Linked DNA regions of Mus musculus: regions 2, 3, 4, 5 and 6 are each linked to region 1. A link is a contact called in public Hi-C data. All regions are on one chromosome and are shown on one strand. The core of a region is the stretch at or near the end of the contact, and the rest is flanking DNA. Distances in the headings are between cores, read along the strand shown.

The links. A called contact is a pair of places that touch in the nucleus more often than the background predicts.
Region 2: a Hi-C map of the N1E-115 cell line shows a contact between it and region 1, with 8 times the contacts expected there. The contact joins two enhancer-like sites. A contact is called at or near these places in 6 of 484 Hi-C or Micro-C datasets (the N1E-115 cell line, adipose-derived mesenchymal stem cells, embryonic fibroblasts and 2 more), 3 of 115 datasets of contacts at active chromatin or transcription factors (bone marrow-derived macrophages, embryonic stem cells and fibro-adipogenic progenitors) and 2 of 9 other capture datasets (adipose tissue and embryonic stem cells).
Region 3: a Hi-C map of the N1E-115 cell line shows a contact between it and region 1, with 5 times the contacts expected there. The contact joins two enhancer-like sites. A contact is called at or near these places in 3 of 484 Hi-C or Micro-C datasets (the N1E-115 cell line, embryonic fibroblasts and uterus) and 1 of 9 other capture datasets (embryonic stem cells).
Region 4: a Hi-C map of uterus shows a contact between it and region 1. The contact joins two enhancer-like sites. A contact is called at or near these places in 2 of 484 Hi-C or Micro-C datasets (nephron progenitors and uterus) and 1 of 115 datasets of contacts at active chromatin or transcription factors (pancreatic cancer cells).
Region 5: a Hi-C map of uterus shows a contact between it and region 1, with 1.9 times the contacts expected there. The contact joins two enhancer-like sites. A contact is called at or near these places in 3 of 484 Hi-C or Micro-C datasets (3T3-L1-derived adipocytes and uterus).
Region 6: a Hi-C map of uterus shows a contact between it and region 1, with 3 times the contacts expected there. The contact joins two enhancer-like sites. A contact is called at or near these places in 2 of 484 Hi-C or Micro-C datasets (nephron progenitors and uterus).

What each region holds. Positions count from the first base shown.
Region 1 is chr7:134,112,113-134,116,605 of GRCm38.p6, reverse strand. All of the region lies in intron 3 of Adam12 (a disintegrin and metallopeptidase domain 12 (meltrin alpha)), which reads left to right. Among named protein-coding and RNA genes, the nearest start is that of Gm51501, 62 kb to the right of the region's middle. Within about 2 kb of position 1,570, at least 79 of the 459 cell types and tissues checked have an H3K27ac peak or open chromatin away from gene starts, as enhancers often do. A contact at or near this core is called in the N1E-115 cell line and uterus, where this site is marked.
Region 2 is chr7:133,951,889-133,956,603 of GRCm38.p6, reverse strand. All of the region lies in intron 11 of Adam12 (a disintegrin and metallopeptidase domain 12 (meltrin alpha)), which reads left to right. It overlaps Gm51500 (a long non-coding RNA gene), which reads right to left. Exons shown (of 3, transcript XR_003946886.1): 3 at 3,155-4,715. Among named protein-coding and RNA genes, the nearest start is that of Gm51500, 20 kb to the right of the region's middle. Within about 2 kb of position 2,278, at least 9 of the 459 cell types and tissues checked have an H3K27ac peak or open chromatin away from gene starts, as enhancers often do. A contact at or near this core is called in the N1E-115 cell line, where this site is marked.
Region 3 is chr7:133,873,825-133,878,926 of GRCm38.p6, reverse strand. Fank1 (fibronectin type 3 and ankyrin repeat domains 1) reads right to left here. Exons shown (of 11, transcript NM_025850.2): 7 at 2,014-2,179. Among named protein-coding and RNA genes, the nearest start is that of Gm51500, 57 kb to the left of the region's middle. Within about 2 kb of position 3,661, at least 3 of the 459 cell types and tissues checked have an H3K27ac peak or open chromatin away from gene starts, as enhancers often do. A contact at or near this core is called in the N1E-115 cell line, where this site is marked.
Region 4 is chr7:134,289,933-134,294,664 of GRCm38.p6, reverse strand. D7Ertd443e (DNA segment, Chr 7, ERATO Doi 443, expressed) reads left to right here. Exons shown (of 9, transcript NM_001199941.1): 6 at 1,260-1,437. Among named protein-coding and RNA genes, the nearest start is that of Adam12, 67 kb to the right of the region's middle. Within about 2 kb of position 2,329, at least 6 of the 459 cell types and tissues checked have an H3K27ac peak or open chromatin away from gene starts, as enhancers often do. A contact at or near this core is called in uterus, where this site is marked.
Region 5 is chr7:133,983,645-133,988,678 of GRCm38.p6, reverse strand. All of the region lies in intron 5 of Adam12 (a disintegrin and metallopeptidase domain 12 (meltrin alpha)), which reads left to right. Among named protein-coding and RNA genes, the nearest start is that of Gm39103, 37 kb to the left of the region's middle. Within about 2 kb of position 2,823, at least 10 of the 459 cell types and tissues checked have an H3K27ac peak or open chromatin away from gene starts, as enhancers often do. A contact at or near this core is called in uterus, where this site is marked.
Region 6 is chr7:134,258,478-134,263,401 of GRCm38.p6, reverse strand. No RefSeq gene overlaps it. Among named protein-coding and RNA genes, the nearest start is that of Adam12, 36 kb to the right of the region's middle. Within about 2 kb of position 2,006, at least 78 of the 459 cell types and tissues checked have an H3K27ac peak or open chromatin away from gene starts, as enhancers often do. A contact at or near this core is called in uterus, where this site is marked.

The DNA of each region.
Region 1 (4,493 bases), core at 321-2,820:
TGCATTGGAGGCAAATGTGTTTGGGTATTTGTAAATGCAGAGTCAGTTACCATAGACAGCCCCACTTTCTGTTGGGATTTTAAATGTAAGTGTTCTTGGAAGCCTGAACCCTTACTTTTTAAAAGTGAACACTGTGACCACTGACATAGACTATTGATGCAGAAAGAACCTCCCTGGACTTTGCCAGTTCTCTCTGGGATAAAGAGGCTATATTTTGAAGGCAACTGTGTGTTGTAGGGGCAGGAGGAAGCTGAGCCTGAGAACAAGCATGAACTGAACTCAGAACACAATCAAAGTTGTCACCAACCTGCTTCAACTCCTTAGGATAAAAAGTAGCAGGCTGGGTGTGGTTGTTCATGCCTTTAATCCCAGCACTTGGAGGCATGGGCAGATGGACCTCTGTAAATACAAGGCCAACGTGCTCTACAAAGGGAGTTCCAGCACAGCCAGGCTACACAGAGAGAAACCCTGTCTGGAAAAAAAAAAAAAAAGAGCAACATCTCACATCTACAAGCAAGCCTAAGCCAGCTTCTAGCCACCAATACTGTCTCAGTAATTCTAGAAGGAACCTGCCCCAGCCACCACCCAGTACTTGCCTCAGGGCTATCAACCAACGAGGCCACATTGAGGGTCCTATGGAATAAAGTAAGAGCTGGTACAAGACTTTAGAAATGCCCAGACTGATCAAGGCACTCAGTGTGTGCCTCCTCCTGATGCCGCCAGTGACTCTTGACAAGAGCATGTGACACAAGAACCCATGAATTTGTATCTTGCGGAGCTCAAGTCAAAGTGCAGAAAATGTGTCTAATTTACAGTTGTTTTTTTTTCTAGTTGGCACACTTTTAAAGCTGTGTTAGAAGTTACTGAGCATGTCAAGGAGTCCTTCCAGAAAGGAGAAAGTACTCCCCAGAGATGGCAGTGTGTCAAGTAGCTTGACCGTGGCCTGGGAACATGATTGCAAAACAGCTGAGGACCTTTATGCCTAAAGAGTGTGGCTGCTGCGGATGCTCCATGGGAATCCCCGGGACAGTGTGGACTACAGCCCGGCACAAAGCTGGGGAAGTCAGACCAGTGCTGCACAGCAGAATCACTCCAGGCGGACTCTGTTACCTTGTTCACAGGGAGTGCGGGAGGGAAGAAGAGCATCCCTGGGGCCAGGCTTCAGACGGGGCCTAATGCTAAAGAAAACAGTCAGCCACGATGGAGCCCTGGATGTGCTCAGCGGCACTTCTCTCCAACTGTCTGCTTTTCCCTGGCATCAGCTCTGTGCAGTGTATATGACAGCTGTCCCTGTTCTCCAGAGGACACAATGACCAACTGAGTCAATTGATAGGTGATAGCACTAGATCCAGACCCTAACCTGTGACCTGCAGAGTCCAACTTTTTACCCATTCTGAAGATGGAAGCTTATGAAAAGAAGGCAGGGGTCAGGGGATAGGATGCACTGCTTAGGGGAGACCTGGGCCAGGGCCAAGAACTGGGCTGAATCTTCAGCTTGAGCACAGCATGGAGTAGATGAGCTGGTGATGACTCAAGGACATCCTGTCTCCAGGAACAGGATGGGAGCTCTCCAGGGAAGAGAAGTCAGGAATGCTTAGGACCTACCAGTCCTTCCAGAGGCTACTCTCACAGAGCCTGTACAAGCTCAGGCCTGACAGGAACCATGTCTTATCACAGTTTATCCCAGGCTCTCCACTCCTCTTCCCAGTGTCCTGCCATGAGGGAGTCTCCACAGCACAAGCAGGATGGCGTGTGAGGAGACCCTGTCATCCCCACCCCCAAGGGATGTTATCAGTCCAAGTGAATCCAAGAGCTATCTATCAGAAGACCTGTCTGGGGCAGATGTTTCTCAACCCTGCCCCGCTCTGCTGTATAAGAAGCAGATGCCTCATTGTAATCTCCAAGCAGGCTCACTCATGAACAGAGCCACTCGCTGCCTTTCTTCACACAAAGAGAAATCTGGTAATTCCTTTGTGTCTGAGTTCACTGGGTTCCAGCACCACGCTCCCCCTCCAGGAACACCCCTGGGAACAAGAGAAATGATAAACTAGTGGAGATTAAGCTGAAAGGAACGAGTCCCCACCATGAGTCATGAGGACAGAGGACACATTGGCAAGCAGATGAAAACCCTTTGATAGATACCAGTTGTAAAAGCGCGGCCAAACCTAATGCTGAGGAAACTGTGGTGACTCAAAGCATAATGTATGCATCGCCCCCACGCCCTCCTTTTCTCTTTTTTGACCTAAAAAAGAAAAATTGACAAAACAACATATCTTGTGAGGGGGAGTTCCCAGGGACAGCTTAGAGGAAAGGGGAGCTTGAAACAGATTTATGTTCAATCAGAGTGCACAGTTGTTCTATGATGTATTTCCACAATGGCATCAGAATGGTCCTGCCCCGTCTCAAGAAAGCAGCTATGACCAGGCCTCGCTTGCAAGACCTGCCACCTCCCATCTCAGCATGGATAAAGTTGTTCCCCAGAAATGTCCCAGGGAACGGGGGTGGGGCAGAACATCCCAATCACATAAGAGTCTCTGGGGTCAAACCAGATGTCAGGTTTGGTAGCAAGCACCTTTATCTTGCTGAGTCATCTCGTCTCTCCCCAGCCAGAGATACCTCGTGACAACTGTGTGTTAATCTACAATTCTGTCAATAAAGTTTCAGTTAGTGACAATACATTAGTAACGGCTCCATCTAAGCAAGGGTTTTACCCTATAGGAGTCAATCATTTAATTTTCCATTTTTCATTTTTTTTAAAAAGGAAAGAAGAAAAGAAAGAAGGGAAAAAAGAGTTAGAAAAATGTTAAGTGTAAAAGCTTTGAAGAATTAAAAATTCTTTAAAAAATTTTTTTAAGAAAACTTTGATATAACAAGAAGAAAACTAGCTTGCACATTCTCTCCATAACGATGTTTATTATTGGACATTCGACTAGTTTGGACAAATGCCTGCACACCTACCTCACCCTTGCTGACCTCCCAGTAAACATGTGAGCAGAGGGTCGGTCGGCTTCACCCCTGTGGTTGACTCTAGGAAGAGCTGCTTGTTCTCACTCAAATGTTGGTTTACTTAAGTGAAGGTGAGCCTGTGTGAGCAGCAGCTCCCAGGGACATCCTGTAGTCCTCTGGAGCCCAGACCAAGAGCCCCTGTTTATACAATCTGCGATTCCTCTGCAGGAAACTACAGCATCAAAAGACTATAAAGAGCCTGGTGGAAGACAGACCCAGGTCACACGGTGGGATTTGCTTGTTCACTCCCTCCTCCCTGGTGTCTGAGGATAGCCAGCCAGCATGAATATCAAGATGCAGTTCTGCCCTAGACAGACTCTCAGCCTGGGAGTAGATCATGAGTTCTGTTCCAAAAGTGAATAGTCCAGACAAGTGGGACTGTGTCTTTTATACTAGCAAAGTGCTGTTGGCTCAAAAATGCTTAATCAATGAAGCCATGAATTCAAAGTTGCATTTGGAGCACTTTACATTGACCTTGGGTCAAAGGTAAAGACAGCATGGCTTTCTAAGGCCTTCTAAGGCTCTTTGACAGGCGCTCCCCATCCATCCACTACTGACTCCAACTTGGACAATTCTGTTTCCAGTTTCCAGTAGGAAAGGAAGTGCTTGCCATTGACCCTTGTGGCTGGTGAGTGTGGCTTGATTTTAGGAGGAAAATTAATTACAGAGTAAAACTATATCATCCAGAACTAGGTGCCGTCAAGAGGATAAGAACATTTTAACCCGAGAAGACAAGACTAGGGAGAAAGTCAAGCAGTGTAGCCCTGGGAAAGAATCTTGGCTTTCTTATCCCTTGATTTCTCTAACTATAATAGGGGTAGTTGAGTGTCCCATGAAAGGTCTAGAATTAAAATAGGCAGATACCTGCAAAGCATTTACAACAAGAACATGGTATTGATGGGTAATGTTAAAGGGTTATAGCCTCTGCCTCAGAAACACTAGATGGGACTACAGAGATAGCTCAGTCAAGCATTTGCCTTGCAAGCATGAGGCTCCCCAAGCCCCACATTTTTGAAGAAACAGGAGGTGGTACTCATTGTAATCCCAGGGCTGGGTAAGAAGAAGCATGTTGGTTCCTGAGGCTTTGCAGACTAAGCTGTTTTATAAGTTCGAGGACCATGAGAGGAATTAACTTTTTTTTTTTAAAAAAAGTAATTAATAACTGAGAAATGACAGCTAAGGGGTTTCTCTCAATTCCACACACACATGTACTCATGCAAGCACATGCATGTGCAGATGAGAGAGAAATTTACTAAGTGTCTTTGATTGCTAGTGAGCCTATCAGGGCAGAAAAACCTTTCTGCTTGACCAGACCTGGGAATGGAAACAACAGATAGGGAAACCAAGTTATCACAGTACTTGTGCAAGAGTTGGGCTGCCTCAGAAGGGTGAGGCCTGCATTACAGAGGACCCATAGGGAGGGAACCATGTGCATCTCTAGCGTATGAGTGTTACAGCAGACTCAGAACAGTGGGCAAGGGCAGTGT
Region 2 (4,715 bases), core at 1,029-3,528, 160 kb after region 1:
ATCTGTGCCATGTAGCATCCAACAACATCCTGCACGTGGAATAGAAGAGGCTCATGGAAAAAAAGGAGGAGGAAGAGGAGGAGGAGGAGGAGGAAAGGCTCATGGGACCTTGGCCCTCCCTGGGGTTTTATTGAGGTAGTTAATGAGGTAGATGAAGGGGAAAAAAGGCATTTTCATTAGGGGTGCATCTACAGATAAGATGTCTTTGATATAAACAAACATTTGCCCACACCCCCATACACCACCCTAATGAAACTCACTGGGTCACTAAACAACAACAGCAGCAGCAAAAAGAAAACGTTCAAGTCCAAAAAGGGTTACTTGGGACAAGGAAGGAACAGGGGAAGTTCTAGGGGTAGAAGATGAAGGGGGTAAGTATGATCAAAATATGTACATATATGAAAATGCCATAATAGGTGGGGTAATGCTGGCACATACATATTGTCAGCACTTTAATATCAGCACTTAGGAGGCAGAGCAAGGAGGATCTCCCAATTCAAGGCCAGCCTCATCCACATAGGTAGCTCCAGGACAGCCAGGGCTGTTCCATGGGAAAACCCTGTCTCTGTCTCTCTCTGTCTCTCTCTCTCCCTCCCTGTCTCTGCCTCTGTCTCTCTGTCTGTCTCTCTCTGTCTGTCTATCTCTGTCTCTGTCTCTGTCTCTGTCTCTCTCTCTCTCTCTCTCTCTCTCTCTCTCTCTCACACACACACACACACACACACACATACACACACACAAAGGAAATAAAAGAAAATGTCAGAAAAACGTCATAATAAAATCTATTATTTATAATTAACATATACGTGGGGAGATGGCTCAGTCAAGTACTTGATGTATAAGCACTGAGGACCTGAGCTCATATCCACAAAACCCAGTGATAAAACTGAGCACAGGGCTAGAGACCTGTAACCCCATGCTGGGTGAGTCCAAGTCCCTGGCACCTTCTTACAAAGCTAAGCAGAGTATCTGGGTCCTATAGTCCTAGTGCCAGGGAGATTCTAGTAATTTCTAAACAGCTAGTCTGGCCAATTGGCAAGCCCAGGCTCAGTGAAAGGAACTGTAAAGTACACTGGAGACTGTTTGAGGGAAATACCAGTGTTGACCTAGATAACCCCATTCACATGCATGCATGTACACTCATACATGTATCGAATGACTTGTATTTCATAAAACATTCATGGTAGCAGGGAGACAGGCAAGGGATCTGGAGGTGACAAGTTGAAAGAGGCAGAGTTCTGAATAGAAGATTCTGTAGGCATGGATGAGGGGTATCTCACCCCTGAGCATCTTATCTACTTGCCTGAGTAGACCTGGGTACCACAGCATCCATCGGTAGGTACTTGTAAGTCCAAGAGAGTGCTTCTTAACCTTCCTAATGCTGTGGCCCTTTAATACAGTTCCTCATGTTGTGGTGCCTCCTCAACCATAAGATTATTTCATTGCTACTTCGCAAGTATAATTTTGCTACTGTTACTGATCATTAATGTCAATCTCTGATATGCAGGAGATCTGGTGGGGGGGGGGGGTTGCAGCTCACAGGTTGAGAACCACTGCTCTAAGAGACAGAGAGATCTTCAAACCCAATCGTGGTACTACATTTCAAATCTTCCCAAAAGTGACAAATAATTTAATTCCCCGTGTACAGAGAGCCAGAGTTGGAAGGGAGCCAGCTGAGCATGCATGGGGAGCAAAGGTCAGCCTGAGTGCCTTAAAGGGATTGAGCAGAAGTGAGGCCGTCCTCTCCCTGAACGTTTCCAGCTCATCCCAAGCTACAGAAATTCTCTTTGAAGGGTTTGCCTGAAAAAGCGTGTCAAGGGAATGGGATGAATAGTGGTTTCCTGCGAAAGCTCCCAGAGGCCAAGAGTCATCGACGTAGAATAGACACCCCATCAAAACCCACCCCCTTCCAAATTCTGAGCAGCTGTGTAAGATCACAGAACACTCTGAACATGGAGGGATTTGCAAAGATGGGGCTGAAAGCCCTTATGTCTCTGCATCATCTCATTTGAGGATGACAGGGCTGTGGGGGTGGGTGGTTCTCACTGAAAAGTTTTGTAAAATCTTCATTGGATTTTTTTTTCTCAAAGTGTTGAGATAAATGATGGAAATCTTTATCCACGTGAAAGGAAAAGGGGTAAGGGAAAGCCTTAGTAACAAAAGGAGGACTCCAGGAAGATGAAGTATGACTGGTCAAATCAATTTCATTAGCCAGCTGGCATCCTTGAGTCAGCTCCATCCTGATTTTAGCTTAGGAGGGAATGGCCTGGAGGGAAGATAAGCACACTGGGAGGACCTCATTAGTGTACTGCATGCTCCTGTTTACTGCCTGGGTAAGTAGATAGTGCTTACTGGAAAATAAAAAGGGTTGTCTGCAGTTAGTGCAGACTTCAAATACTGTCTGGTATGTATATAGGGCTTAGCAGCATGGCCTTTTCTCTCAGGCTGGACACTGTATAAGCACTGCTCCTTGAGCTTCCAGCCCAGGGGAGATGACACAGGAAGTGTGCCATCTACCTCCATAGATGGCACTTGTGCTGTCCTGGGTCAGGGAAGAAGACACAAGTGTGTCCATTTTAGAACTAGAGGAACTGGTGCTCAGAAATCTAACAAGCCACCAAGTTTCTGTATCATCCAAGCAGAAGCCCAGGGATCTAAAGCTGTGTTGCCTCCTAATATTTTCGCCACATGAAAGTCACATCCATATTTGGACTTTTTTGTAAGAACAAAGGCCCTTCTCAGGACAAAGTATCCCTACTGCAAATTCTGGGAGGCAGAAGACAGACAGCCCCATTTGAAAATGGTTAGGTCTACAAAACTTCTTCGAATTGCATCACTACAGCAGATGTAATTGCCTGTCATGGCCTCTCTAATCCAGCACTTTATCTGTAAAGGCATTCCAGCTGATGTTCTCCTGACCCCATTCCCTCCCAGGCATGAACCCCACATGGCTTCCTGCTCTTTCTAGAAAGTGGTACAAAGGTTTTTACATGAAGGCAAAGGTAACTCCTGGGTCTCTCTACAACTATGCTATCCAGAAGGAACCATGTTATGCTCCATAAGGTCAGACATTTGTTTTATCCATTGCTGAATCCTCTGCCCCTGAGTAGCACCCAGCGTGTACTAGAACTACTATTTCCTGAATGACAGGGTGGGTGTGTTGGTGAGCAGATTGATGGGTTGGGGGTAAGTGCATAGATATAAACTGATGCATAGATGGGTAGTTGGGTGAGTAGGGAGAAAGTGAGCAGGTAGGGATGGGGTAGATGGTGAGTGGGTGAGTAGATAGGTGGGTAGATGAATAGATGGATAGGGGGTTGGAGTGATGGTGAAAAGATGGGTGGGTTGGAGATTTGTGGATGGTTGGGTGGTGGATAGGGGAATGAATGGATAGTTAGACTGACAGGTTGGTAGATAGGTAGATGGATGATGGATGGGTGGGCGGCAGATAATAATTGCATATGTAGATGAATGGATAAGTGGCAATTACTACACAATCATTTGTTTCCTATTTTAATGACTAAAGCTCTAGAGGAAAACCTGTATGACCATCATCATTTTATCAAATTTAGCATTTGTCCATCCTCCATTTTCCTTTTCTGTGTGCACCACATCTTTTTTGTTTGTTTGTTTGTTTTGTTTTGTTTTGTTTTTTGTTGTTTTTTGTTTGTTTGTTTGTTTGTTGAGACAGGGTTTCTCTGTATAGCCCTGGCTTTCCTGGAACTCACTTTGTAGACCAGGCTGGCCTCGAACTCAGAAATCCACCTGCCTCTGCCTCCCAAGTGCTGGGATTAAAGGTATGCACCATCACGCCTGTTTTTTTTTTTTTTCACCACAACTTTATAAGCAGGATTACAACCACTTACAAGAATGGACTCGATACAATCAGTAGAAAAACTTACAAAAACTGAAAGTAGGAGTTGAGTAAACACCCAGGATGAAAAGGCCAAGCCTGTTGCTATTCTGTATGCACTCCATGGAGAGCGAGGAGATGAGAGAAACTTGCTTTGCAAATGCAGAGGGTCTTCCCAGTGGAGCTTTTCCTGGAGGTATGCCAAAAAAACCATGTACAATCTAACAGTTCTAGAACGTATAACCAAAACCCCATCACCCCAACTAGACCTCACTCCACTGAACAAAGAACTCTGGCGTCTTTCTCATGCTGCTTGTCACAGCCCTGAGAATGCAGACACACTCAGCTCCCTCTGATAAGTGAGAAGACTGCAGGTCAGGGAGGACAGAGGCCCAAGCTCCTGGCTCCAAGCCCAGTCCTTTGCCCTTCACCAGGTGCCAGCGAGCTTTAGGGCCTCAAGCTCTCGGGACTTGGGGATGAAATAGAGAGTCTCTCACCATTCCTGTACTCCCTGGTGGGAACCCATGCAAGAGACAACTAGCGGGACCAGGACGAGATGTGCACTGATTTTTGCCATAGCTGGGGGTTCAGAGTTCTGTTATGGCTGCCTTACCTAGCAGGTCTGACGCGAAGCTCCTTTCTCCTGAGAAGCATGGTATGTGCAGGTGTGTCTGCTACCACAGCAGAAAGGAGTCTATTACATGAGGCGTATAAATTGTCCCTCATTAAGCACAGCACCGGTTCATGTCTGTCAGCACCCAGCCCTGGAGAGCCCCACACGCAGAAGCTTTTCCATTTAACCGAATGTTAAGCTGCTCATCTGACACAGACAGAGCCTCTGCCGAACCAATGGGAGCCTCTGAAC
Region 3 (5,102 bases), core at 2,412-4,911, 240 kb after region 1:
AAAGTGTGGAATAAAAGGACATAACTGGCACCAAATTATAGGGTATCCCTAACCAAACCAAGAAGAGTAAGGATGGATATCAGAGAGTGTGGAATGTGGGGGTATGCACATTCAGAGAGAGAGAGAGAGAGAGAGAGAGAGAGAGAGAGAGAGAGAGAGAGAGAGAGAAAGAGAGGAAGAGGAAGAGGAAGAGGAAGAGGAAGAGGAAGAGGAAGAGGAAGAGGAAGAGAAAGAGAAAGAGAAAGAGAAAGAGAAAGAGAAAGAGAAAGAGAAAGAGAAAGAGAAAGAGAAAGAGAAAGAGAAAGAGAAAGAGAAAGAGAAAGAGAAGAGAAGAGAAGAGAGAACGCAAGCTACAGAACGCATTCCTCAAAGATGCAACAACAATCATCCATGGCCACCATGAGAATCAGAACGAATAACCGACGAGGCGCTGGCGGGAGGCTGGGGGTGTTCTCGATGTTCAGATGTATGAGACTGATGGATCCTCTCTATCCCATCACTCCTTCTCAGAAATGGCCAACTATGAGCAGCATTTGAATAACAATAAAATAACCACCTGCCTTAACAAGAGAGTCTCCAAAGCACCCACACACATTTCCTGTCTGGTCCTGGGGGTGAAGTGAGGGTATGAGTTTCTATTCCTCATTCAGAAATGACCAGTGACCCTCAGGGGTCACCTAGCCCATCAACTATACAAAAGGCTCCCTGTTAATGGTTAATGGTTTCATGTCCCCCTCAGCATGAAATTCTTACACCTTGGAAGAGGGGGATAGTTCTGCCTGGTTCTCAATTTTTCCCACTGTCTTCCAAAATGCCAGGTCAGCAACCTGCAACAGCATGGAGGCTGGGCTGCTGTCCTCTGTACCCACTAGCCCAGCTGTATTCATAGCTGTCTCCAGAGGACTCATGCATGCAGGCCTGTCCTCTACAAATGCCCCTTGGGCTACAGTAGAAGGTGGGATTTAACCCAAATGGTTGGTTATCTGAAGGTAACAGGATTGTATAGCTGAAGCCCAGAACACCCACACTTCAAAATTCCAGAACTTAAATGTTTATATCAGAGAACCTGCCTGCCTAAGAATCCCTTTCCTTTCCCAGAACCTCAGCTTGTTATCACTACAGACTCAAGTAAAGTATACAGGGCATTGTGGTCACCCTGCCACATAGCGCTCTCTCACTGAGACCAGCCTTCTGACTGCTTGCAAATGTCTCTCAGGCATAAAGAAACAAGGGATGTGGTAACTGGAATTCTCTTACTTCCAAGGTTTTTCCTTTGGGGTAAATCTGCTTTTTGATTGCAATGGCAGGAGCCAGTGAGAGCTGGGGCAGGAGGCCTGCTTTCCCACGCTTACACCTGAGATGAACTAGACAAATCTACTGACATCTTCTGGGACATGAGACTTTCCCAGGCTTGGAGTTCGAGGCCATTGATTCAACTTTCCAGGGCTTCCCACCTCTAATCACACCCAACACAACAACCTCTGACCTCTACACATACATCTGTGAACACATCCATATAAACATGTATACATCACACATGTGTGCAGAGAGAGAAAGACAGAGAGACAGAAAGAGACAGAGAGAGAGAAAGCCCACGAATAAAAAGAACCTAACTTTGAAAGCTACTAGACCTATGCACATCTCTGCCTCTCCTGCATGTAGCAGGTGCTTAGGAAGGCTTCAGCAACCAACTAAATAGACACCGGCAGTGACTGGACATACAGAGCAGCAGCAAAGACACACGGGTCAGCTCTGAGCTCCACCCACTTCCTTTGCTTCCACTTTCTTTCCTTGAGATGAAGCCTGGCTGTCACCATAGTTCCCCAGGGATCCTCCAAGGCCTTTCAAGCTCCTGAGCTGGAGACTCCTGGCTGGCTTTTCTCAGAGCAAGTGACCAGGTCGGCCAGCCTGCCTGCCCGCCCACCCGCCCATCTGCCTGCCTCCAGATCCCAGAAGACGGTTTCAAGTTCTGACTAGTGTGGTGTGGCTAACCAGGAAGCAAGGAGGCCATACCTCACAACCGTCCTTTATCATCCAGTCAATCACAGAGCAATGGCCTCCATCTGCAGCCCAGTGCAGAGCTGTGCAGCCTCCGAGGTCTCGAGCCTCCCAAGAAGCTCCGTGTCTCCGGAGGTATTTGACAACATCTAGGTGCCCCGCGTAGCATGCAAGCATGAGACTGCAACATAGAGAGGAAGCAGACTCCACTGTAGGCCCCACCGCCGACCTCGGATCCAAATTCCATCCACCCACAGTAAACCAAAAACTTGCCATCTGAGTGGGAAATAAAAAACTTTATTCACATAAAATGTACACATGCCCATCAACTGATAGATAAAATGTCAAATCCATGCAATGAAATGCCAGGTCAGCCGTGAAAGGGAAGTTGTCTGTAGTCTGAAAAATCTTAAAACAATATGATCATCTTTTATTATGCCAGGCATAAAGAGTCATAGCACATGATCCATTTACATGAATCATCTGGGAAATGCTAAGGAGGAAGCCACAGAAGTAGGCTGCTAGCTGTCCAGGGCTAAGAAGGGAGGGGGGATATATTCTGTATATTTCTAGAGTCATGAAACTGGCCCCCATGGTGGCGATGGGTGAGCAACTGTGTGAATGTATTTTAAAGCAGTGCATTTTATGGTGTGCGGATAATGTTTTAATCTTGAAAAATAAGTACTGGGGCTGGCAAGATGGCCCAGCAGGGAAAACATAATGACCTGAGTTCAACCCCAGAGGCCACGTTGTGAAGGGAGAGAACAGACTTCTGCAAGCTGTCCTCTGACCCCCACGTGAGAACCACAGCACATGTGCACTGATAGATACATACACATGCACATACAAACACACACAAAATATTAAGGTGCTTTGAAAATTAATATTGGCTACAAGGGAGTATAAATTATCGGATTTTAAAATATCCACAAAATCTAGATTATATACAAAAGGGAGTCAGACTGTCAGCATTCATTATTAAACCAGTTCCTTGCTCTAAAACAAGATTGCTCAATTATTGCCACTCTCCTTTAGAGAGCAAAGTCTGGTTGGTCCATTCCAGCTGCTGAGAAGTTCCTCCTTGTAGACTGTCAATCAATATGGAATCATACACTTCTTTTGTGCACCTCATAATTGGTTAACTGGGATGGGCAGGGACCACGCCTGGGTCGTTTTAAGATGTTAGTGGGAACTGATATCGCCAGAGCATATGAATTTATTAACCTATAGATTATTTTCTAGTTGCCACGAGGAAAATAAAACTATACAGAGATCTCACTATCCCCACCACCATCAGAATCCAGCCTGGAATGGCCACCAGTAGAGACCTCCACAGCAGAGCCAGAAAAACAACACAAGCTCTAAAAGTTCCTAATGAAGATGGCACCCTATAATAGCCTTACCATGAAAACATGTTTACTGGAAATACAGGGTTAGGTGAGCAAGCCAGATGCTACCCTACTCCTGGGGAAGGTAAGAGAGAGGAACCCAGAACACAGCATGCTGGGAGTTCACTCAGATGTCACTGCTAGGAGGAGGAGGAGGGAAGGAGAATGGAAGAGAGACTGAAGGGAGAATGGAGAGAAGCATCGAGTGGAGGGAGAGAGGGATAGACGGGGCAAGGACAAAGAAGGAGAGAACTGAGAGGGGACAGGTCCTCAACAAAGAAAATGACGCCCGAGAGGCAGAAACACCAGGCACAGTGTGGGAGCACACACTGCATCAAGGACTTGCCTAGCCCCCACCACAAAGTGGCATCAGAAGGACAAGCAGAGACTGAGTGCCAATAACACCAGAGAACCGGGGAGGTGTACCCAAGTGTGTGGTGGCAGCTTGGCCACCATGATGACCTTGCCTTCAGGAGTGCACACTGAAGGTGACTGTGGAGCACACAGGGGTATGTGTGGGAGGGGTGTACAATAGGACAAATGCGTGCACCTGCTAGGGCTGGGTAGAGCATGGACAGACACCCTCCGTGTTACTCTTCCATCATTTCTAAATGTTTAGAAGTAGGAGAGAGCAGTCCCTAAGTGGCCACACAAGGACACTGGGACTACTTCAATCCCCTATCACCCTAATATGCCCTGACTGCAAAGTCTTAATTGCACTTCTGGCCACTTCCTGGGCCTAGAATGGAATCCCTGTGAGGGGCCACGGCCTGTCTGAGCTTTGTATTAGCACGTACTCAATGCCCTCTCCTTCTCCTCCCAGCTCCTGCCACCACCACCAACCCCCCACCCCCGTGTTTTTCCTCACATAAAATGGGAAAAATAGATGTTCAAATTTTCACTGACACACAGCAAACACTTCACCACTGAGAAGGACCCCAGCCATCGGCACTTAGCCCATGTATATTCCCAAATTTTGTGCATTGCGTCATGCCTCTAGTGATTCTGTCTGGAAATGTCCATTCTACTCCACTTTCATCGTCTTAATTTCTAAATATATAGGTGGTATTTTATGCAGCAAGACTAATTGCACTTCATGTGAACTAGTTAACGCTGTCTCCTGTACCCCATCTTTGTGTGACTTGATGATGTGCATGTGGGTGCCCTGCTCCCTGCACACTCCTCAGTGCTCCCTTAGACAGCCCCTAACTCTGTGCACTCTCCTTGGTTAGTGCCTCCCCACTTTTGTGCCCTGAGCATTACAGCTCAGATGAGGACTTCCTGCCTCCTAATGTCCTTCGTGACCTCTGACACTTAGTCCCCCATGCACTTGGCATGAGCTTTGCTGTTTGCTGGGATCTTTTTTTTTTTTTCTAATAGCCTATTTCTAGTACCTTCTCCATGGCTTTGTGGCGCCTCTGCCACCATATTAAGTTCTGTCTATCCTGTTTATCTGTTTCCAATCTCTTATACAGTACCACCTCTCTAATTAGTTTAACTCTTAAGGCATTTTAATATCTGTCCCCATAGTCTTTGACAGAGTTTTAGTGTCTATTACCGTCTATTTGTTCTCTCAGATAAATTACAATCGTTTTGGCGGGTTCCCTAGAATAATTCCATTTGAGGCTACATTCAATCTATATGCTAATTTGAGAAGACTGAGAAATGGCGCCACAGTCTTACCATTCTGAAGTACGGCACTTAGCTTGATTTTTT
Region 4 (4,732 bases), core at 1,080-3,579, 180 kb before region 1:
TTTTCAAAAGATCCCTATCAGATGAGAACTCCTAGACATTCCATAGTCAGATAGGGTGCACAGCCATTGAACAAGTAAAGAAGCTTCCCAAGTTGTACACCCATGACTTGAAGGACACGGAAGATACTGGGTTTTTTTTTTTTTTTTTAGCTGCTTCTCTGTTTAGAGAAGCAACATGCATATATTGATCAAAGTAAAAATATTTAACATGGCAGATGACCTCAGAGAAAGTTGCTGCTACTGGCACACTGTGCAGTTAAATACACTTTCTGGGAAGGCACTTGCTATGGGGTGCAACTCCCCACAAATGTAAAGAAAGCCCCATTGGCTCACTGCTGCATCCTTGGACATTGATGAGCCTGTAGAAAACATCTAAGGTGTCCCCAGAATCCCAAACAAATCCACCTATTGGGGCTCTGGCATTTAAATCTCCTATGAAAATTCCCAGAATAAACATCTCACAATTGCAGAAACTATCTGCAGCTGGCAAAACCACACCTCTGCTAGAGCATGAGGCAAATCATAGTCATCTGCTGTAGAGTTCAGAACAGCCCTGCATCCCTACACTTGGGATTAAAATGAAAGCACACTCTTAGAACATTTCCAAAATTCTAAAATGTCACTACAGCCCCGCACATGTTGCTTTGAACAAGAAGATGTGGGGAGATTCTGACCTGACCTATGAAGCTCACTGTATAGAACAACTCTGTATATAGCAGAGCCTTCTACCTCTATCTACCCAGAAGTGGTTCTCTTTAGCCACAGAGAGACCTCTGAAAAGCACCATTTTCTACACCAGGGACACAATCCCTGTATCCTTAAGACTCTGACCCCAGCAGGAATGAGTGTGCACATTTCTAGCACCTGCCTTCGAGTCCCACCCATGTCTCTCAGAATATGGAAGTACAGAACCCTGAGATTTGGGTTCCTCAGCAGTGAGTGGTTTGGCAGCATGAATCAACAAATAGGCAGATAGATGTTGGCCGTTTGTACCCAGTGGCTCCAGTGCTAGTTATTTCTTGGTCCTGATGCAGTGTGCTCTGTGCGCTGGCCAGCATTGACCTCCAGTACCTTGTCATCAATATGTCCATACCATTTTTACACATGGTCATGGGAGGCAGGGGTTATATTTGCACTGTGGCTTTTTGCCATAGAGTATTGTGATCTTGATTGGATCCCATGGAGTAAATCAGATAGCTGTATTGTTACCTGGTCTCCCTTCTCTTAAAAAACAAAAGTCTGTTCTTTGTTCCAATCAGGAAGCACTGGAAGTCCATAGACCTCAGTTCATTTCTCGCTCACAAGAACGGCTGCAAAAGCTTAAGCGCATGGTACAGCAAAGGAAAACCCAACAAAAGGAGAGCCTGGGGCAGAAGCAGAGCCTACTTCCTGTCCGCGCCAACAAGAAGCAGTTCACCATTCCCCATCCTCTTAGTGGTAAGCTACAGGTGGCTCTAAAGGCCTGAACAGACTGGGGACAAACATTCTCAGGCATGGAGCCTTCACTGAAAGGATGAGGATCCCAAATTACGCCACTGGCATGCACAGACCTCAGCATCCTGAAGCTGGCTCTGGGAGCCAGCTCATTTTGAGAGGTTACATATGGGCATGCAACTCAGCAGAAATAACTTGGGACACAAATTCACCATTGTAGCTGGGAAAAGAGCCACACCACTGTAGGAGCCAGGATAGCGAGTTCAAATTCTTGGCTCCTAATGGAGGCTTGCAAGCGATCTCCCTTGCCCTTTATAGATTGCAAAATAGACCTGGGGCAAGAAGTTGACTCCAGCTTGTCTGCATCAACATTTGTCATCTGGAGACCTCTTCCTGCTGTGAGCTCAGAGGGAGGATGGCCAGCTTGCCCAGTACAGTGAGGCTGAGGTCAAGACAACCCTGAGAGGCAGGGTACTCACTCACTCACTTACTCACTCACTCACTCACTCACTCACCCACCCACCCACTCACCCACCCACCCACTCACTCACCCACCCACCCACTCACTCACCTACCCACCCACTCACCCACCCACTCACTCACCCACCCACTCACCCACTCACTCACCCACCCACCCACTCACCCACTCACTCACTCGCCCACTCACTTACCTACTCACCCACCCACTCACTCACTCATAGGAGAAGGAGTTAGCAGGAACCTTTCCTGCACCCAGCCCCACGTTGGAGGCTGGGAATATCACTGAGAGCAAGATGACCTCAGTTGTTTTGTTTTTGTTTTTGTTTTTTTTTATTTTCATGGACCCTCATAAACAGGCCCTTGAACTAGCAAGAATAACACGAGATGAAGGCAAGGACTGGGGACATCAGGAAACTTATGAAAGGCCTGCCAACTCAAATCTTAAAATCTGGGGGTTTGGAGAAGCCTCTGGTTTATGACTGTGAAGACAGGGATGAGATCTTTTTTCCTAGGAAAATATTTTGGCCCCCAGGATGTTAAATCATGAGTATGATTCTGAGTAGAAGTCCTCTGGGGAAAATAGCATATTCAATAAAGTGCGGCTTAGCAAAGCTTACTAAGATCTCAGGAGGAAGGGGAAGGAGAGAGAGAAGAAAGCTTCTGAAATCAGTTCCTATTAGACTCTCTTCTAGGTAGCCTGACTCCTTCCTGCATCCAGAACACTTTAGGAGAGCTTTCTAGAGACCCCAGAAGGAGCACAGTTGAATGTCTTGTTTCCATTCAAGGGATCTGACAAGTTACCTGTTGCTTCCATCCCATGGCACATTCCAGAAGGATGAAAAATGAAAGCCAGCCAGGCAGATGGGCAAAGGGCTGGCCCATCACACTGTGTGTCTAGCTAGCATTTCAAGCTAGGTGTAGACACAGGCTTGGTCTAGGTGTGTTCTCTAGGGGACTGTTTAATCTCTGGCTCAACAAAGCCAAAGCGCATCTGTTTCAGGCACAGCTATCTCAAGGCACTGTGAAGACCAGAGGCCAGCCACAGTGGGAGTATCCCCTTGGCACCTTCACTCATGCTGGGTATGAAAGATGTCACTTGGTCAAAAAGAGTTAGGCTATATATAGACACTGATGTCAACAGATAAGCACAATATAGATGCAGCCACACACAAGCTAACCTTGGAAGATCTCCGTTTTCAGCCTTTGGTTTGTGTAAGAAGCAGAGACAGATGGCCAGAGGGAAATTCTTCCGGATGGTGATGTATTTGTTAACTTTATATCACTACGACAAATATCCGAGACAAATCAACTTCCAAGGAGAAAGGGGTTGACTTAGGCTCTGGGTCTTTGAAGTTTCGGATGACTAGTTATCACCATTGCTTTCTGGCAAGGCAGCGCATCACAATGAGCCGTGCAAAGCGGAGGGAGCAAAGCTGTCCATCTCATGGCAACCAGGAAGCAAATGAGAGAAGGAAGAAGAGACCAGGGTCTCACCGTTTCCTTCAAGGGCCACACCTCCAATGGCTTGAGAACACCCACTTTACCCTGTCTCTTAAAGAGGCGGCTACCTCCCTGCAGCTCGAACCTGGGGACTGAGCATTTCACACACAGGAGGATGCTAGGGATCCAGATGGTAGCAGGCGCCATGCTGAGCTCCTTCTCTTCTGAGGTAGACCTTCTAGCTGGGCCACGGTATCAGAGGGGGGGTGGCCTTTGCATGCCTGCATTACTTTCCTGTCATACTGTAAGAAATTGCTACTTGCATGCTGGCTTAAGATCACGGGCATGCATTATCTCAGAGTTCTGGAGATCAGGGGTCAAAATTAAGGCACCTGCAGGGCCAGTCTTGTCTGGAGGCTCAGAGTAGAGCATTCATGTCACTTCTCTCCCAGCTGTGGTGGCTTCTGGCCATCCATCCCTGGTGCTCCTTGGCGAGTGAGTGATCCCTGTAGCTCTCTCTGCCTTTGTCTTCACATGACCTTCTTCCTATCTGTGTGATCTTGAGTCCAATTTTTCTCTTTTTATTCAAAGCTAAATTCCACCCACCCAGTATGACCACATACTAACTTGATTATATTTGCAAAGACCATATTTCCAATGACAAGGTCAAGAGAAGGTCTCAGTCACAGTTTGGGGAATTTGAACTTGAATGCATCTTTTGTGCATGTGGGGGGGGGGCATGCAGAACTGCTTGCAATATCAGTCAACTTTGATGTTTTTCCCAAAGCAAATATTCTTATAAGTTCGTGTGCTCTGAATGAACATTTTAAAATTGTATATAATAATAAAAGAGGCCCAGTCATAGTATTAAATAACTAAGTCACCTTTTTATTCCCCCAATTCCAAGACTGTCCTGGCCACTGGAATGCTCTCTGGGGGACTTGATCGGCATGGATTTTTATGGCCGTTCCAACTGTCCCTGTGGTAGAGATGTGTTGAGGAGAGCTTTATTTCCATGTTTGTTTGTGTTAGGTCAGTTAGATCAGACAATTTTTGAAACTAGAGCCTTGTATAAGCTTAGGCTAGTGAGAGGGAATGTTTAAGGCCCCATTAAACAAGTCTACAGTACACATCTTGTCTTCAGTCTGTCTGCTGGCAAGATGATAAAAGCAAAATGCAGATGTTTCCTTACATGCTAAATTAGATCATAAATCATGTGTGTGAATGAGCCCCGGCTGCAGCATTGAGACGTCTGGTGGAAGGAAGGCTCAGGTTTGCTTTTCCATGCTGGGGTAACTGCCTCTGATCAGGAACCTGCCAAGCAGTCTTGGCTTAGGGACAGACCCGAGCATTTCAGGTGGGAACTCTGGCAGCCGAC
Region 5 (5,034 bases), core at 1,574-4,073, 130 kb after region 1:
TCAGAAACCGTGAGTGCTTGAATCTTGGACTGTTCTTTCCAGAGATCGTTGCAGCTAAATGATTAATTACACCCAAGATAGTCCACAGCAATTACTTAATTATGCTGTATTGTAGGCTGCCAGCTGTGTGGAGCATAGGGAAGGCCTTCGCCCCTGTTTCTCAACATCTGGCCTTTGGATGACTTAAAAGATAAAAGGAGATATGAGAACATTTTTATAACCAAGTAAAAGTTTCTAGAACTTTCCACCGAGTAGAAAAACTTTCAGCAGTTGGCTTCTCTCGAGCAACTAGAGAGTTGTGCCATGTTTCATTCTCAGTCCCCAGATGACTGGAGTCAGTGCCGATAGCAAGGGGGACTTGAGTCTAGCCAAATCAGCAAACCATTACCCCTCCCATAAGGTAGAATTCAAGAAAACAGCTGGTGTTATTTAATTCCAGTACTTTATTAATGTTTGCCCAGATGGAGTGTCTAAGGATGAGTGTGAGACATTGAAGTCACCCACTACTAATGTGTTGGAGTTACTTTGTGACTCAAGATGTAGAAGTATCTATTTTATGAAATGAGATGAGCCTGCATTTGGTACATATACATTTAAATTGTATTTTTTTTTCTTGGATGGTTCTCTTGGTCAATATGAAGTGACCCTCTTTATCTCTTCTGATAAGTCCTGACCTCAAGTCTATTTTGTCAGATATTAGGATAATAACATCTGCTTCTTCTTGGTCCCATTTGCTTGGGAAACTTTTTTTTCCCATCCATTCACTCCAAGGTGATGTTTATTTGTGGCCACGAAGTACATTTCTTGAGGGAGAAAAAAACAGAATTCTGTTCTCTAATCCTGTCTTGTAGTGTGTTAACTCTTGATGGGTGGATTGCGATTATCCATAGACAGGGTCACTACTGACAGGTGTGGGTATCCGTGTCATTCTGGTTGACTGTATGGTGTTTGATTATGTCTCAGTCCTCCTTTGTTTAATTTCTTTCCCATGGTTCTTTTTCCTCTGCTGGCCTCTTGAGTGTGTTTGTCTTTATCTTCAGTCCCAAGTACTTACCGCAGTGTTCTGTGCAGGAGCAGTTTGATGGGCATGAATTCCTTTAGCCTGCCTTAATCATGGAAAGTGTTTCCTTTTGCCTTCAGTTATGATAGATGGTTCTACAGGTTATATTAAGCTGGGCTGGCACTTGTGAGCCTTCAGATTTTGAGATGCCTTATCCCAAGCCCTTGTGCTTTTACAGTTTTGATTGAAAAGTCAATAATTGTTCTAATGGTCTCATCTTTCCTTGTAGCATGATTCTTCTCTTTGGAAGCTTTCAGCGCATGTCCTGTGTTCTGTATGTTCCGATTTTAAAATGTAATGTGACACACAAAGCCTCTTTTCCAGTCTTGTCTACTGAGAGCTCTGTGTCCCTCTTGTTTCTGGATCAGCTTCTCTTTCCCTAGATCTGGGGGTTTTCTTCTGTGAAATAGTCTAATCCTTTGTGTGAAATTCTTCTCCCACTTCAGTGTCCATAATTCGTCATCTTTACCTGTTTGTGTCCCCATGTCTGTGCATGTTCCACCCATACATTTTACAGTCTATCACTAGCCTTGATGGGCTGATCCACTTGTTCTATTTCGTCTCCAAACCCAGCTATTCCACTGTGACATGTTCTGTTGGGAAGGCTTTATACTCAACTGTTCGTTTTATCTCTTGTGTTTATCATCTCCATCCTAATTTCTTCAGGATTTCTTTACTTGAGTATTACTTCACTTTCTATTTCCAGATCATGAATTGACTTCCTCACTTAGCCTTGCTTGTTTGTGCTCTCTGGGAAAATATTTGCATCCTCCTCAAGCTGTTTGAACGTATTTGCAATCATTCCTTTGACTTTTGTGACTAGAGTTTTGTCTAAGTCCTTCTCGGCGGGAGCCAGGATTGTACATGGATTGGCATGGGAGGAGACATGGAGTCCTGAGTTTTTAGATTACTTTGGTTTTTGTACTTGAGTCTGCCCATGTGATGTGAGATGGTTGGCTAAGATTTTCTTCGTCTTTTAATTCGGGCCACATCTCTTCTTCTGGTGGAGGGATTTACAGTTCAGAAGAGACACGGTTGTGGCAGAGTCCTAATGGGTGAGCTTTCCATCCATCAAACTGGTGCAGGCCCCAGGATTGATCATTAGCCCATCCCTATGGGTTAACACTGACTGCAGGAATAGGCACTCTCTAGCAGTTAACAGATTCCCACAGTAGAGTGAGTAGCAGGTGGCTACAAAACAGACACTTGTTAAATAACGATTGTTCTAGTGAGGAAAGGAACCCAGATGGTGTCGTCTATACTGATATGTTAGTGTGGGTATGAGTGGGAGGAAAAGAAATGGAGGCAAGAAGTCATAGTGGGGGTTCCTGATTATGTTGCTAAATAGTGGGGGTTCGTGAGTTGTTGTTAGATGGGAACTAGAGAAAAGGGAGCACCTCAAACAAGCAAAATTTACAAATTACAGACACCAAAAGAATTTCATGTGAAAGATGAAACTATTTCACAGAAGAAAATAACCACAGAAGAAAATCCCCAAATCTAAGCAAAGAGGAGCCAACCCTGAAGGACACAGAACACTGCATAGACAAGACTGGAAAAAAGGCTTCCTCTGCCATAGTACATTCTTAAAACCAGAGAAAACATAAGAATATGAATCCATAGAGAACACAGACATAGAGGAAGAGCAAGAATAATAGAGGCAAGGAGGGGAAGGGAATGGAGAGTTAATGGTAGCTGACAGAGTGGGATAAAGATATGAACTATGATGTCATGTACCAGGTCAGCCTTTGGGCTTTAGGTGACGCAATAGGAAAAGGAATGGGGAAATAGAAAAGAATAGAGTGAACAGCATAAGCATGGAGTATGTGCTGCTCTGCTGCACTGCCTGGAGTTTTATATAGATGAGGAATAACTGCAGGGAGTGGGGCTGAGAGCTCAGCAGAGATTTAAGAGACTGCAATCAGTGGTCTGGATATTGGTTTTTGTCTCCCTGGGCAGATCACTGCCTTGCCTTCCTGGCTCTGCTCTAAGCTCTCCTCCTTGTTGATTTTCAGCAGTCCTGTTCTCCTCCCAGGAGTTCCTAGCGCCAGCTCTCCATGGAGTTTTCTTAATGAGCTACTTGGCTCTGTGCTGTGAGCCCCGGGGATAGCTGAGGCAGCCTCCATGCGGCTGCCATGCTTCAATTCACAGGGCCTCAGTGGGGGTGGCTGCACAGTGCCCAAAGCATTGCCTAGAATCTGTACATGGCTCCCTCAGTTTCACTGTTCTCACTGGGACATTAATGGGGTCTGGGTGGCAGTCTTCTGGGGAGTGGTCAGTGAACATCTCCATTAGCACAGCTTTTGGAGATTTTCTGGATGACGCCGTTTAGCCCAGGTTGCTGAGGACTGTTGGAGCTGGCTGGATCCTGCATCTGTGGCAGCAGCGAGTCCAGGTTCAACGTATAGGGAGTTTGTTGGTCTGGTGGTAGAGAAAGTTAGCTGTCGCATTGATCAAGTGGATCCTGGGGCTGATGAGGGAGTTAGGAGATAGCCCTGTTTTCTTTGTGTCCCTAACCATAATCAACCACTTGCTCGGATGTGACTTCTAAGCCACTGGCTTACCCAGAATTCCCTTGTCCATGTATTTTAAAACTCTCTACACTTTTATTTCCAAGCCTAACTATTGGGTCACAGGGTTCTGTTTTGGTCATTATCATTCCCAGAAGGGTGTTTATCTTTGAGTGCTGTGTTTAATATCAGGGAGCACCAGATGGCCAGCATTCCTGTGGGTAGGATACATACATTCACAAAGTATGAGATCTGACTACAATTATCAGTCTTTGGAATAACCTGTGAACAGCAGCCTGATATGGGGATCTGTCTTTATCCAAGGAAGAGAGATGCCACCATCTAAACAGTAACTTGGTCACCTGTAAGGCTGAAAGGTCTCACTGAGTGGTGTAGCAATTGTGCCCAGAAGTTACTGATATCCAACAGTGCCTGTGAAGAAAGCAAGTTTAGGATACACAGGAGCCTAAACATAGCTAGGAAGTGTCAAAGCTAGAGCTTGAACTTGGAGCTACAGGGTGCCAGAATCCCTTTGCCTAGCTACAGGACAGGACAGCTTCCACAATGATCCTCAAGTCTATAAAGGGTTTCCCATTTGATGTGCAAACAAGACCGCAGTTCAGATCCCCAGAAGACAAGTGCCTAATGGACATAGCAGCTATAATTTCAGCCATGGAAGGTATACGCATATGATCCCCAGACCTAGTACGACTGGCCATAGGTGATCCCTGAGTTTGATTGAGAGACGCTGCCTCAAAGAATAAGGGATAAAATGATCAAAGAAGATTCATAAACTTGACCTTTGGCCTCCATATGAGTACACGCACATATATACAAGAAGATGAAAATGGGCTCCCCAAAAGACTTAAGGCTACCACCACACATACACCCAAGGATTGGCTTAAATGTTTGGGGTGCTGTGCTAAGTATTCTTGGTAGTATGGGAAAATCCCTAATGAGGTAATTTAAGGGAAGCCTAAGGTTTGCATTGACTTAGCATGCAAGGGATACAGTCAGCATGGTGGAAGAGCATGGCAGCAGGAGCTGAAGGCCTCTGGCCATATGCCACCAGTCAGGAAGGACAGATGGACAGAAAGTAGGGCTGGGCTATAAAACCTCAAGTCCCACCCACCTGACCCACTTCTCCCAGCGAGGTTCTGCCTCCTAAAGGTTCTACAACCTTCCCAAACAGCACCGCAAGCTGGGAAGCACAGGTCACAACATGTGAGCTGTGGGGGAGGGGCATTTCACGTTCAGTCCACAGCAGGTTCTAAGATATGTCCTTTGACATATTCATCTCCCAAAGATTAAATAAGAAAAGGTTTTTTAAAAAGCACTATAAATCCTCCCCTATTTTTATATCCGAATCTCTTCCACGATTTAGAGAACAGGTTTGACCAGGAAAAATTATTTCAGAGCAGAAATTGTATTTTTAGAGAAAAAGGGAAGGTTTCCCTTCTGAGC
Region 6 (4,924 bases), core at 757-3,256, 150 kb before region 1:
AATAAAGTGGATGGGAGTGGAGTGTGTGGAAGAATGCCTGGCCCAAAGCAAACACATCATGAGTGTTTCCTGGCATGCACAGAGGTGGGAGGAGAAGCTCATGGGCCATGAGTTGGTTGAGAGGGCTTAGCAGTGAGATGCTTCAAAAGGCCATTGTATGCTTAGCTTTATTGCGTCTGGTCAGTCCTGTAAGCAGGAAGTTTTATCATAAAGTTTGGTTGGGGGCTGGGAAGGTGACTCTATAGGTGGAGGGGTACTTTCCCAAGGCATGGCAGACAGCCTGGCTTTGATCCCCAGGACCCACAGGGCAGAAGGGGAGAGCTGACTCCACAGCTTGTCCCCTGGATCTTTTCACGTGCACATAGCATGTGCTTGCCCCCACACATAAGCGCAGTGAATAAGTAAAGAAATGCAAAATATTCTTGAAAACATTTGGTTGGCTGGTTTTAGGGCTTTTGAGATACAGTTTCATGTAACCCAGGCTAGTTCTGAACTTTCTATGTATCAGAGGCTGGCCTTGAACTTGTGACCGACCTGCAACGGCTTCCCAAGCTCCTGGCTTCTGGTAAACTTTCACATCCCCTCCATGTTCCCATCACCTTGGGAATCCTTTCAGAGCAGCTCAGCAAAGTTTGTGTTTGCTTTTCTAAAATACTGTTAGGGCCTCTTCTCAGTACGCCAATGAATTCCTATGTACAGTTCAACAGCTTTTTGAAAAAAAATGCACACTTTAAGTCAATTCTGCGATAGTTAAGGACAGACTCTCTTGGATGAAGATCCCAAGACATCTGTCCTTACTTTTCTTTAGTATCTCCAGAGTATTTCAGAAGCTTTTCCCATGCATCTAAATTCAGGGCCCAGCTGTTTCCAGACTGTTCGGTGATACTTAAGGAGGTGGGTTTCTGTCAGCTAACATTTTAAAGAGAGAATGCTAGATGGAGCCAACTTTTAAGAGTTCATAAAACACTCACCTTCACTCCAAACCTGCTGCTGAGTCCTCAAATGTAAAGAAGGAAGAGCCAGCCGCACATTAAATGGCACTAAAGAATGTTTTCAAGGGCGGTTCTTAACTAAGGTCCCAGAGAGGGGAACCACGTAGGAATATGGCGTGTTGTCTGGTGTGGGGTAATGGTCCCTCTGTTCTGGCTGGGACAAGGCAGAAAATGAACATTTGGTTTCCTGTTGAGCTTATTTTCTTATTGTAGAAATTATTTTAATGCTGACAAATGGATCGAACACAGCCTGAGTTTCTCTTATGTTGTATAGTAATAACAGAAATATCTAATGTTATGATAAGTAGAGAAATCAAGGCCTACAGAAATAACGCAGCCATTTCTTCCCTCCTCTCAGGAACTGGCCACCAACTGTTGAGTATTTTTCTTAAACTCAGACCTCAAGAAAGACTCCGTGGGGTTTGAAAATTCTAACTAGACTTTGCCATCTTAACGTCACCAAACAAATTCTCTGAGAATGATTTGTTTGCATTTGAGGATGTCTTAGGTCCAGAATGGAGATGGCTTTTCAGAGATGCAGCATGAGGGGGCTGAGGAGTTTCTAAAGAAAGATTCCTGAGTTTGGACCAGGCAACATTTGAAATCCTTAGAGACATCCAGGTGGTAAGAGAACTGAGCCATCTCCCGGTGGTCCCCATGACTTTATGTGGAAGGAGCAATTCCTATTTGGGTTATACATCCTGTCTGCCAGCTGGTAATGGAATAATGGGAAAACAATTGTCTTGGCTCTTCAAACAGCGTCTGTTGCCAACCCAACTTCCTGGAAGCTGTCAGCTCCCCTGGGTGAGTCAGCAAATACTTGCTCTGTGGAGCAAGACTCTGAAAGAAGTACCGGTAAGGCAGCCAATCATGAGAGAGTGTGGATAATTCTCTGTCTCTCAGAGTCCCTACTTTTCACCATTCACTGGCAAAAAAAAAGTCATGCACTAGACCTGGCCTCTGAGTGTATCTGATGACCCACAGTCTGGGTATGAGGCACAGTGTATGCAGGAGGGGCTGGATGTGTCTGCCCAGGGAGTGTGATCTAATCATTGGTACATGAGAGTTCTGGGTCAAGCAACTAAGAATGTGGTAGGAAAAAAAAAAAAAAGACTTCTTTGGGTGGACAGGAATGCACTGTGTGCACTCTCAAAGGAAGTGAGCTGCTAAGTGATTACAGTGTGTCCATCAGCAGATGGCTCCACATGGTAAGGCTCCTTGAATTTGTACTTTCATCAAAATTGCCCACAAATGTGTAGCCCTGCAGAAACCTTTGAAACCCGCCATCCTTGGCAGAAGCAGCCCATTCCTGGGACTGAATCACTTTGGAAGTTTCTCTAGCTCGCTCTCCTTCTCCCTCTCCCTTCTCCCTTCTTCTCCCTTCTCCCTTCTTCTCCCTTCTTCTCCCTTCTTCTCCCTTCTTCCTTCTCCCTTCTTCTCCCTTCTCCCTTCTTCTCCCTCTCCTTTCTCCTTTCTTCTCCCTTCTCCTTTCTTCTCCCTTCTCCCTTCTTCTCCCTTCTTCCTTCTCCCTTCTTCCTTCTCCCTTCTTCTCCCTTCTTCTCCCTCTCCTTTCTCCTTTCTTCTCCCTTCTCCTTTCTTCTCCCTTCTCCCTTCTTCTCCCTTCTCCCTCCTTCTCCCTCTCCCTTTCCCCTTCCCTTTCCCCCTCCCTCTTCTTCCCCTCCCCCATCTTGCTATGTACAGTTGGGACAAGGCTGGCTGATCCTGGAAGAGCAGGCTATGCAACAGGTACTGGAGATTCTGCAAGGTCCCCCACTAACATCCTGTGGCTTATTTTCGAAGGCCAGGATCCTCCACCAAGGCAGACCTCGGTCTACAAGTCACATGGACTATAGCAATGACAACTTTGCAAGCTTCTCCAAAAGTTCAGAGCTTTTCTTTAAGTTGCAGGTGGTGTCTCAATGGAAGATTTAATCTGAGGTGCTCATCTGGAATGTGCACAAAAGGAGGGAGGGCGACACTGAAATTCTAGTTGGTTCCTTTGCCTCTCAAAAAAGGTTCCTGGACACATCCTGAATGGCACTTGTCGGGCCTTGGTGCAGTCAGAAAGGTGACTTCAAGTAGTAGTGTTTGTCCCAGATCTAAGTGCCTTAGACCCTGGGAAGGAAAGAGCAGACTTTTTCAGAGCATCTCAAGACAAACAAAGGAAAACTTTTAAAATTCTTAAAAGACAGGGAGGAAGATGACTCCTCACTCAGTAGATGAGCTGACATGCAGTGGTTGGTCCTGAGTGCTTCCCACGAGCAAAAGCTGAGCCCAACAGCACACACCTGCAGTTCCAACAATCCCGACGCTGGGGACAGAGAGACAGGAAGCTCTCTGGGCCTCTCTCACCAGCTCACTTAGCCAAAACCATGAGCTCTAGGCTTGGTGAGAGACCCTGCCTCAAAAACGAAGATGGAGAACAATTGAAGTAGACACCAATTGTCATCATCTGGCTTCACACATATCCTACACACACACACACACACACACACACACACACACACACACACACAGCTGAAAAGAGGGAAAATATAATGGCTATTCGGGGTTGTGAACTTGACTATGTCTGGAATTAGCTACAGCCCAATGACTGGGCAAACTTGTGAGAGATTTTTTTTTAAATGAAATCATTAGTATTTGAAGTGGTAAGACTCATTTCTAATCTGGATCTCTGAAGTGGAAAGATACACCTTTACTCCAGATCTCTCTCTCTCTCTCTCTCTCTCTCTTGAAACATCGTATCTTTTTTTCGTTTTTTATTGGTTATTTTATTTAGTTACCTTTCAAGTGTTATCATGTTATTTATTCCCCCTTCCCAGTTTCCCCTCCACAAGCCTCCTATCCCTGTCCCCTTCCTCCTGCCTCTATGAGGGTGCTCCCCCACCCACCTACCCATTCCTGCCTCACCGCCCTAGCATTCCCCTATCCTGGGTCATCGAGCCTCCGAAGGACTAAGGGGCTCCCCTCCCAGTGATACCTGCTAAGGCAATCCTTTGCTACATATCCAGATCTTTTGAGGTCTGGACCACACTTTGCTGGCAGCCTGTATAAATCCACCGAAGAAGGACGCTTACTCTCTATCTGCTTGCTTATACTCTCTCTGGCAAGTTGATCCTTCACTGGCATTACAGTCTACTTCCTTGGGATTCAGGTCTATGTTGAAGACCAGCTGAGACATCCAGCTCCATGAACTGAACAGCTATTGGATTCGTGGCCCTTCCATTGGTAGACAGCCATTGTTGGACTAGCTGGACGACATCCTGTGAGCCATGCCAAGAAACCCCTTTATAAGTGTGTGTGTGTGTGTGTGTGTGTGTGTGTGTGTACATATACATATATATATGTGTGTGTGTGTATATGACATATATCATATAATAATCACAGTCATTGTTGGACTAGCTAGACCACATCCTATAAGCTGTTCCAGTAAATCCCTTTATAAATTATATATATATATATATATGTGTGTGTGTGTGTGTGTGTGTGTGTGTGTGTGTGTGTGTGTGTGTGTGTTTCAAGAATAGCTTGAGAAAGCATTTTGTTAAAGGCTAATGATGTGCTACCTGCCAGCCCAGTGCTTCCCATGTTCCTGTTTGATCACAGTGGCTTTAATGCATGGCAGCTGCTTTTCTGGATATTTTAGAAGCATCAGTACCATCATGAAGTCAACAGACCCATGACTGAGTCAGGATCTTATCCCTTTGGAATCAAGAAGCCCTGCTTCCTTTAAAGACTCCATCTGTTTGAGGTGAGCAGCCTACTGAGGCTCACATTTGGGCTCACATGTTCTACTTTGGCCCTCTTTCCTTGCCAAGATGGGAGCCACTCTGTGTCTGGTTCTCCCTTGGAGTAGCCAGGCCCTTTGCACACCAAGCTGGGCTGAAGGGAGAGAAGCTTAATGGGGGATGGGAGTATGTCGCTGTGCAGGA